Regions from separate parts of the Mus musculus genome. Here region 2 is linked to region 1. A link is a contact called in public promoter capture Hi-C data. All regions are on one chromosome and are shown on one strand. Each heading gives the region's core, a stretch centred on a gene start, on an enhancer-like site or on the middle of the called end of the contact. The rest is flanking DNA. Distances are from core to core; before and after follow the strand shown. Region 1 overlaps Hfm1 (HFM1, ATP-dependent DNA helicase homolog). Region 2 holds the start of Rpl5 (ribosomal protein L5).

Region 1 (5,284 bases), core at 1,438-3,937:
GATCTTTAAATTGATTCTACATGGTTCTTGCTCAATAGTTTCAGATTACTTAATACAGATTAAGAAAACAAAATATAGCCAGTTGAAAAGATTTCAAGATAGTGGTTGTGTTCTATGAATAGTTAAGCCTTTTTAAGCTCATTAAACTGCTATTAATCTATATGAAATATAGATGCGATTTTAATGTGAGATTTAAATTGAACCTGTAAAGACAAATTAAATACACTCCGATTTTTTAAATAAACATTTAATCACTCACACAGGTTTTTCATCTGGATTGAACAAAGATGGGATTGAAGCAAAATTACAAGGTTAGATGTATTTCCTTCTAATATCTATATATATTGTATAAATTTTGATGAGAAATATCAGTTACTAAAGAAATAAGAATATATTTTTGTAAATTATTTTAAAAAGGAAACTTGTCTGGAAAACTATTTTTATGTACAAAATTTGGCATGTATAGTTTTTCTGTATTTATTAATTCTGTCAGAATATCTGCTTTTGTATAAAATGTTAACTTGGCTTTATCTTTATTGTTTTTTAAATGACCTTGATCTCTGAAAACACTGCCCATAGAATAAACACTTTTTTTGTTTGTTTGTTTGTTTCGAGACAGGGTTTCTCTGTGTAGCTCTGGCTGTCCTGGAACTCACTTTGTAGACCAGGCTGGCCTCGAACTCAGAAATCTGCCTGCCTCTGCCTCCCAAGTGCTGGGATTAAAGGTGTGTGCCACTGCCGCCGGGCTAGGTTAAACACTTTTTTTTTTCCTTTTTTAGGTTAATTTTAATTGAAAATATAATTTTGGATTTATTGTGAGTTCTCATTCAAATCTGTGCAATAAGCCGGGCATGGTGGCACACGTCTTTAATCCCAGCACTTGGGAAGCAGAGGCAGGCGGATTTCTGATTTCAAGGCCAGTCTGGTCTACAGAGTGAGTTCCAAGACAGCCAGGGCTGTACAGAGAAACTCTGCCTCAAAAAACCAAACCAAACCAAACAAAACAAAACAAAACAAAAAACTGTGCAATATTTCCCTTTCAAACTTCAATTTTAATCCTTCACTAACTATCTTTTAAACTATAAAAATTCAAAAAGCACTTATTAGAATTCAATATTGCTGTGTCTTCATTGTGTTGAGACTTTCAGCAAAAATAGTTTTGGATCCAGTAACATTAATTTTAATTTGTTCTCTGAATATGTGGCAAATAAAAATACAGAGATAAAGTAACTAGTAAGGACAGAGGCTGAAGGCCAGTGTAGCTATCCGGAGCCTTTTAGCTCCCTCAGGTCCAAGGGCTACTGCGTTCTGAGCCCTGACATCCCTTGGAGGAAAGACAGCAGCACAGGGCTTGCTCCTCCAAACCTGATTGTGCTTCTTGCTCAGTAGCCTCTAAGAGTGGTACAGTAACCACGAGAATAAAATGCAAAGTTTCACAGTGCCTACAAGGTACAGCACATAGCTCCTGCCTCTGTCTCTGACTTCATTTCTTGTCCCTTTCTCCATTTTATTTCTTATCTCTACATTGGTCCTTGTATGTTAGTTACAGTATGCCCATTGTCACTAGTTAGTTACAGGGCTCTCATTGTCACTATGTTAGCTACAGTGTGCTCATTGTCACTCGGGGTCTTGTCATTGTCTGTTCCTTGCTCTTGGAACATTCTCAAGTATTGTACATGGCTTGCACATTTATTTCATCTAAGTCTCTGTTCAAATACCCACCTGTCAGAGAGCTCTTCCTTGCTGTTTTATTTATATCTGTCTTCACTTAAAGATAAAATTACTTTCATGTTGTAGTTATTACTATTTTTTGACCTTAGAAAAATGCCTTTATTATGAAAATTAGGGATATCTATATTTTATACAGAAATTATATGAAATGTGTACAAACCTTAGTTAAGTGTTTAAAAAACTATTAGTTTTTTAAAAACCTTTCTCAGCTTTAGTTTTTTTTAGTAGTTTCCAACACCCAAAATGCATTATTTGTGGATTTGGTTTTTCATTAAAATATAAGTTCTACATATATGAAGAAATGTGTACTGTCCACTATAAACGTAAACCTTAGAGTGATGTTTAGTATATAGGATAGCAAAAATCTTCCCTGATTGAGTGACTGATTAGTGGATAATAAGCTAATTTTAACTTAAGAGTGGGTAACTAAGGTAATTAGAAAACATTTAAAAGCCATAATTATCAAATGTGTTTAGCTGTGCCAAGCTGACTGCATGACACGGTTCCTTATAAGGACTGTAAGGGCCTTTATGATTGGCTCCTCTGTGTAGGACTGGGAAGGGTGTACTGCTCACTCTGCTCTAAACTGTCTCCCTTCTGGCTGCTGCCCAGGGCACTGAGGACAGTAAGCAGTAGGGTATGATTGGAAGTGTTCACTAGTTCCTGTCAGTTACTCACATGGTTTTGTATTGCTTCCTCTTCAGAGGTTTCTGAAGACACACATGGTAGCCTCTTCAGAGAGATAGAAATAAAAAACTAAAAAGCATCAGCTAGAAAAAATTAAGTGATTATTTCAATAAAGTGGCAAACAGGATGAGGGGTAAGACTGACAAGTTTGAGAACAAATTCATAAAACTCTTTGATTATATACTTTGGAAACAAGAGAATGGGCAGTGAGTGAGGTCCATGAACCTTGTATAAACCTCATTGAGAAATTAGTGTGGCAAAGAGGAAGTAGTAGTGACCCCTTCTGCTGAGGGCATCTGCAGTCCCCTCAAACCACACAGAAGTATAGAGAGCAGCAAATGGCTCAATATGATGCTAAAATACACAACTCTGGGTGGAGAGTTAAGATGTTAATGGCACATGTGAAGTTGTATGTAGAACTACATGCAACAGATAGAGCATGCCTTGGGTTCCATTATGCAAATGAAGGAGAGGGCCCTGGGCTCCACTATGCACATGAGGGAGAGGGCCTGGCCTCCACTATGCACATGAGGGAGAGGGCCTGGCCTCCACTATGCACATGAGGGAGAGGGCCCCAGCCCCCTCTAAAGCCAGGCAGAGGAGCTGTTATACTTTTTCCCCTGCTCCAGTCTGTTTCCTCCTTGGGAGTGTATTTTTACTGAATAAGTTCTCTCTCTTTTCTGGATCCTATCTACATGTCTGTGCATTTTCTTGGTCTGGAGCCATCAGGAGTAGCCCTGTGAATTCTGGTGTCAGCCAGTATCATTTTGTGCTATTTTATGTTTGATAAAAGTTTATCAGAAAAACAATGCCATAGTGGAGAGTAGATAACAAAACAGTTCTTTAGACTTGGAACAAGTACTTCAGCCTCAATTCTTTAGTTTTCCAATGTGTATGTGTAATTTTTGCATGTTTTATTATTTTTTGAGAATTAATTAAAGATATATGTATGTATGTAAGTAGATAGATAGATAGATATAGACATAGGTATAGATATAATTTCAGATGTCCCAAGTGCTGAATGGTATGTAACATATTAATTGAATGTTGTTTCCCGAGTTTTTTCTTGCTATTTAAAGGCTCCAGTTCTTCCAGAACAATAATGCTATATAGCAGACATCTTCAATATATTTAATAGTAATTTTAATTTTCATTTATTTCTTATCTTACTAAACTTAAAATCTGTTTTCTATAATTGAACAGAATTATGTTTGAAGAATCTGAAAGATTTATCATCACTAGACCTGATAAAGATGGATGAAGATGTTAATTTTAAACCAACAGGTACTTTTCCTTATGGTGTCACTGAATCGCTTGCTTACTAAGACTAAAATTTTGTTTTACTAAAATTTAATCAATGGTAAAACAAAATTATGATCTTGTTTCCAATAGAGTATCATCATTTATAGCTATAAGGCATCATTTCCTTGTCTATTAAACACATCTAGTAAATAATCGAGTGACACGTTTTCTTTCTCAGCATCAATGGATGCTGCCTGATTTTCTCTTCTGGACACTGCTGTGTTGGTTCTGCTTTTAAATGGGAGTCTCCTTGACCTTTCTTCTTACTATAGGCTTCAGACTTCAGATCTCTGTTTCCAGTTTTGTTTCTTGTGAAATGCAGTTTAGTTTTACAGATGCAGCTATAAACATTATATAAATTCACTAAGAATTGCATCTTGTGGCCAGGCATACTGGCGCACGCCTTTAATCCCAGCACTTGGGGGCAGAGGCAGGCAGATTTCTGAGTTTGAGGCTAGCCTGGTCTACAAAATGAGTTCCAGGACAGCCAGGGCTATACAGAGAAACCCTGTCTCGAAAAACAAAAACAAAACAAAACAAAACAAAACAAAAAGAATTGCATCTTGTATGTTGGCAGCAGCAGAGCTGGAAAGGAAACAAGGCTGTGTGCTGCCAGGTGTAGCAGCTCATGTTCTCTCAGACTAAAAAGGAAACAAGGCTGTGTAGTGCTCAGGTGAAACAGTATTGTTGATTTTTACTAAAGAAGAGAGTATCAGGATGAGTCAGGATGGAGGGAGGGTAGGTAAGAAAGTCTTTATATGAGCTTAGGCGTAGGCGTTAAGGAGGGGATGACTTCCTTCTCCCTTAGGACAGGATGACATGCATGTGTGGGCATGTGTTTCTCAAGAGTCACACTTTAGTGTCTTTTTAGCAGTCACATGTATAACTTTCGTGGCTTCTGAAGTTACTTTGTCCAAAAGATTCTAAGGAACGTTTTCCTTCCATTTCTTTCCCTTTTGGTAAGATAGATGATAGAACAGTTTCATAGGGTCACATGAGCCAAAGGCAGCCTTTGGATCTCAGCTCTGTCCAGCTAAAATATCCTTTTAGTTCTTTGAGGGTTGGTCTGTGTGTCTGTCTGTCTATCTATCTAGTTCTTTTCACGACAGGATTTCTCTGTTTAGTGAACTCACTCTGTAGACCATTCTGGCCTTGAACTGATGGAGATCTGCCTACCTCTGCCTCTCAATTGCTGGGATTAAAGGCTTGTGCCTCCACCACCCAGCTCTTCCAGGATTTATAAATGATAGCCATATTTCTGTTAACTATATTGGTTGACTTCAGCAGAATGTTATTTTATAATTATTTAGACTGCCATTAATGCAGGTAGCAGTTCTTAAATGTTATCTCCAATTCTTTGGGTTTAAAAAAAAATCTTTTTGTTTTGCTTTGAGACAGTCTCACTTTGTATCCATTGCTGGCCTCACACTACAGACAACCATCCTGCCTTAGCCTTCAGCGTGCTGGAGTTACAAGTGTGTGCCATCACATCTCAGTTAAATTGTTTTATGATTTTCTTGTTCTTTCATGTTACTAATATTTTATCTTCTTTTTTAAAGATTTA
Region 2 (5,284 bases), core at 716-3,215, 1.0 Mb before region 1:
ATAGCTTGTCATGCTGGGATGACAGATGAGCAACCCTGCCTGGCAACAAGAGTCCTACCACCCTATTACCAGCCTTTTTAAATCAGTAAAATGGCACACAAGCCCATAAAGTAAGCACCAGGAGTTAATGCGTGACAGATGAAGGTAATTGGAAGACTATTCATATCAACAGATTTCCCAGTCCTCCTCTCAAATTCCATAATGGAAATTAAGCAAAGCCAGGATTTCCAAACCTTCCCCCCACCCCCACCCCCCCCACCCGCCACTGAAATCTACTAACACAAGAAAATAGTCTCTCCCAAAAGTTAGAGTTGATGCGTCTGACCACACTACTCAAGTCTAGGACATAACTCACCTGGCAGATGATATCTCTGTTAGTTACACGAACTATCATCCTATATTTGGGTGTGTTGTACTTATTCTTGTCCTGGATCACCAATCGTTTTCGAGCATAGTAGTCAGTTTTACCCTCTGCAAGGGGAAAAAAAAATTTAACCAGGGAAGGTTCCACCTTGAAACAGTCTTCAGAAACTAAAACAGAAAAAGTTCATACCTCGCCGCCTTCGAAATCTCACTTGGTATCTTTTAAAGTAGGCCTTATTCTTGACAACTTTCACAAACCCCTTTAAAGGAAAAAAAAAATTATCAGGGCTTTGCTAATTGTTTCGTCCCATGACTTTTTTCTTTTGATACAGGCCAACTATGTAGCCCAACATGACCTAGCATTTGGTAGTTTCTGAGCGCCGAATTAATAGGCAAGAACCACCTGGGTTTTGGTCTGTATTTTTTTATTTAACTATGTAACAAAATCATGCCCAAGTTTCAAAAGCAAATTATTACAAGTGTCAACTTCTATAGCATGTTTCTAAGCTGACCGGAAACAAGAATCGCTGTTGTGCAGTGCTCAACCTTTAATAAGGTTAGTTCCTCATGCTGTGGTGACCCTTCCCCAAACCATAAATCTCGTTGCTGCTTCGTTAATTTAATCTTGTAGTTATTCATCGTTAATACAAATATCTGACAGATGGGTTAAGAACCAGATGGAGAACTGCTGTTGCACTGGTTCTCTTCGCCAAACACACCTAACTAAGCCTCAGAAAACACGTAAAGATGGCTGGGCGGAATAGGGCACCGACCCAAGTCGCTCCATCCACAACTGCAGGCTCCTTACTACAACTTGCAGGTACAAAGACATTTTCGTACTGCCTTTAAACAATCTTTCAATTCCTGTACCACTGATCGATCCCTACGCCAAACCGCCGGGATGTATCACCTACACCGGAGCCAATCTGTGCCGACAACTGCACACCTCACCGAGAAAGTTCAACCACTCGGCGCTCACTTCCTCCCTGCCTAAACCGGGCTCAAATGGCAGAGTACGATCTACAATTACTCCTCGCAAATGAAGAGCTGCACCCCACCTCTCAAGTCCGATCTCAGCAAATCTCTGAAAACAGGGCCAGACTCTGGCCAGGAAGAGCCAGGGGCCGCCACATCCCTTCCGGGACGCAGCAGCGCCACGGCCTCCACTGACAGACACTCCCGGCTTCAGGGCTCTGTGCGAGGCCGAGGGATTCGGGCTTCCGTGGCACGGCCTCCTGACGACCCCGGAGACAACTGCGGCTGGCAGCCGGACTCGGAAGCCTCGTCCCGAGCACCCTCCGCCGCGGCCCCTCCCCCGGCTGGCACCCGGCAGCCATTAGGCCACGCTGGAACGGCGGGCGCAGAGCCGGGAATCGAATGCCATCTGCCCCCCGGGTCGCACGAGCCGACCCCGAGCGGGCATCCGCGAGAGGAGGGGGCACCCCGGTGCACGCACGGGCCTGAGACCCAGATGCCCACTCACCATCCTGCGGAATAGAGACCCGCAACCGCGGCTCCACGCAGACCTGCAGAGTCGGCCGCGCTAAGGGGGAAAAAGACCGGAGTCACGTACGCATGCGCAGTATGTAGCACCACCAGCACGCAAGCGACGTGAGAAAGAGTGGCTGTAGGCCTCAAGATGCGCGGGCTATCGCCCCCTGCCGGTAGGAGGATGAATGTCATCTTCCTCCTCTCAACGAGCATGGAGGATGGGCGATGAGAAAGGGAAATAGAGGCTTTTTGCGAGGACTTTTTTTTTTTTTTTTTTGGGGGGGGGGTGGTTTTTCGAGATAGGGTTTCTCTGTGTGACCCTGGCTGTCCTGGAACTCACTCTGTAGACCAGGCTGGTCTCGAACTCAGAAATCAGCCTGCCTCTGCCTCCCAAGTGCTGGGATTAAAGGCGTGTGCCACCACTACCGGGCAGGAGGACATTTTTAAAAACACGCTCGGCATGCACGCACACACACCACACTTATATAATTATTTTTCTAAGCAGGAGGGGGTAAAAATTAAGTTAAATACATGAATTTGCCTATGCTGAAATCTTGCCTTCTCCATGACTTGACTCACTTCTGGAATATATATTTCGGAATTCCCAGCACACAGGGCCGCCGGGAAGCTCAGCCTCAGAGCCTCAAGTTTGAGTTAGAAGAGACTCTTCTGCCTTTGCATAGCATCTTGACATCTGCTTCAAGCATACTTTTCATTCTCCAGCACTTCTCAGAGTGCTGACCTCCAGTCAATTCTTAGTTACCTGTTACATGGTGAAAACAAAACAAAACCCACTGCACTCTCCTGTTGCCTTTATGCTTCCATTGTCCCCAGAATTCCTGACATTATGAGCGCCGCCTCCTCCATCACTCTTAGTCCCCTTCCTCAAGAAGTTTCTTTTTAGGACTGGGTGTGCAGCTAAGAATTGCAGCCTCAGTACTTAGAAGGGAGAGGAAAAAGAATCAGAAAGTGCAAGGCTAGCCTAGGCTACCTAGTGAATTGGAAGCCAGCCTGGGCTGCCTGAAGGAAAAGAAATGCATACAAACAATTATTTAAACACGTGAAAGAACAGTTATAAGGCTGAGAGCTTTAGAAAGTCTAAAAAAAGTCTGAGAGCCGGGCAGTGGTGGTGCACGACCTGGGAGGCAGAGGCAGGCAGATTTGAGTTTGATGCCAGCCTGGTCTACAAAGTGAGTTCCAGGTCAGCCAGGGCTACACAGAGAAATCCTGTCTCGGAAAACCAAAGTCAATGAGAATGCAATTTGAAAATTGCTTCCCTAGCCGGGCGTGGTGGCGCACGCCTTTAATCCCAGCGCTCGGGAGGCAGAGGCAGGTGGATTTCTGAGTTTAAGGCTAGCCTGGTCTACAGAGTGAGTTCCAGGACAGCCAGGGCTACACAGAGAAACTCTGTCTCAAAAAACAAAACGAAACAAAAAAAAAAAAAAAAAAAAAGAAAAGAAAAGAAAGAAAGAAAAGAAAAAACAAAACAAAGTTGCTTCCCCAAATTCTGTGTACCCAATTATTTTTAGCAATAGCATTTTATGACACTGGTGCTCAGATTTTGGAGGGGCAGTGGGACTCCTTAAAAATATTTGTATTTTTATGGATAGCTCAGCAGGTAAAAGTGATTGCTATACAAACCTGATGTACTGACGTCAGACCCCCGGAACCCTTATGGAAAGCCAGGAATGGAGTATGTACCTGTAATCCCAGCATTCCTGTGGTGAGATTCCAGGTTGAAGCCGAATCCCCTAGAAGTGTGTGGGTCAGCAGCAGCAATCAATAGAAAATGTCCTACAGCTGGATCTCATGTAGGCATTTTTCTCAGTGGAGGCCACCTCCTCTCTAATGATTCAGATCTTGGAGTTTCCCAGCTCCCACAAGGCAGCTCACAACTTTCTGAAACCCCAAAATCTAACACTCACACAGACACACATCTAGGCAGAACACCAAATAAAATAACACATTAAATAAACAGACAAACAAATGATAAAATGCTCATAATAAAATAATAAATAAAACACACATCAAATAAAAATAAATACTTTTTAAAAAAAAGTGTGCTCAGTTATTGTACTAGCTGGTTTTCTGTTTCAACTTGACACAAGTTAGAGTCATCAGAGAGGAGTTGAGAAAATGCCCCCATGAGGTCCAGCTGTAGGGCATTTTCTTGGTTGGTTGTTGATGGAGTAGGGCTCAGCTCATCCTGGGTGGTTCTATCCCTGAGCTGTGGTCCTGGGCTCTAAAAAAAAAAAGCAGCAGAGCAAGCCAGTAAGGAGTACCTCTTCATGGCCTCTGCATCAGCCTCTGTCTCCAAGTTCCTATCCTGACTTCCTTTGTGGAAGTGTAAGCTGAATAAACCCTTTCCTCCCCAAATGGCCTTTTGGTCATGATATTTCATCACAGCAATAGAAACCCTAAGTATGACAACTAGCATGCCTCCCCCAACCCCCGCCATTGGTTCTGATCATAATTATTTTATTTAGAAAGAAAAAAATTGTTTTGGTTACAGGAAATAAAAAATTCAAGCTCTTACAAATCCAGTACAGAAGTTTAAAAATCACTAATGACAGCAGGTAGAGATCATTAGACACACAACACTGACTCCTAGTCAGCTTTGGCTCTTCTTGCTCTTTAGTTCTCCAAGAAAAAGCCTCGGGCGATTCTTCTTTACCAGAATAATCTTCTCCATTGCTAAGTAAAACAAGAGTATTTGTTTACAACGGTGGTTCTCAACCTTCCTAATGTTGTGACTCTTTATACAATTCTTCATGTTGTTGTGACCCCCCACACCATAAATTACTTTGTTGCTACTTCATGACTGTAACTTTGCTACTGTTATGAATTGTAATGTAAATATGATGTGCAGAATATCTGATATACAACCCCCGTGAAAGAGTTGTATGTTGAAAAACGCTAGTTTACATAGTCCTTCAGTTTTACTGTTCCTAATTTCATTCTGAAAGGCAAATATACTCAAATCATAATTACCAGCTAACTTATCATGCATAATGGTTGCAATTCCTTAAACCAGTATATCATCAGCTGTATTCATTAAGAAAAAAAAAGGATTGGCTACACCACACCCACTTCACAAAACTTCCACTTCATTCTATCTGCCAAAGGGTAGCTTCAATCTTAGTTCTGAAAATCATAAATACACGCACGTGCGTGCACACACTCACACACACACTATATATATATGTGTGTACATATATATAGTGCATTTGTATATGTATGTATATAATGTTTACATATATATGCACATTAAGTAGTTCATATTATCTTTATTCTCAATTTTTCAAAGGTGCTAATAGTTCTCTCTTCTTCTCCTCCTCCTCCTTCTTCTTCTTCTTTTACATTTGTATAGTTTGTAAGGGCTATACTGTGTGTGCCACAGCAAGCATAGGGAAGTCAGAAGACAACTTGC

Evidence for each region. Promoter capture Hi-C pulls out the DNA fragments that hold promoters and counts their contacts.
Region 2: a contact with region 1 is called in a promoter capture Hi-C map of the HPC-7 cell line, with 4 times the contacts expected there. The contact joins the promoter of Rpl5 here to the enhancer-like site in region 1. A contact is called at or near these places in 8 of 39 promoter capture datasets (the 3T3-L1 cell line, 3T3-L1-derived adipocytes, the C10 cell line and 5 more) and 1 of 9 other capture datasets (liver).

What each region holds. Positions count from the first base shown.
Region 1 is chr5:106,884,929-106,890,212 of GRCm38.p6, reverse strand. It overlaps Hfm1 (HFM1, ATP-dependent DNA helicase homolog), which reads left to right. Exons shown (of 40, transcript NM_177873.3): 20 at 264-311; 21 at 3,622-3,702. Among named protein-coding and RNA genes, the nearest start is that of Hfm1, 38 kb to the left of the region's middle. Within about 2 kb of position 2,687, at least 52 of the 459 cell types and tissues checked have an H3K27ac peak or open chromatin away from gene starts, as enhancers often do. A contact at or near this core is called in the HPC-7 cell line, where this site is marked.
Region 2 is chr5:107,897,209-107,902,492 of GRCm38.p6, reverse strand. Rpl5 (ribosomal protein L5) reads right to left here and starts at 1,965. Exons shown (of 8, transcript NM_016980.2): 1 at 1,847-1,965; 2 at 554-623; 3 at 356-471. The coding sequence starts at 1,849.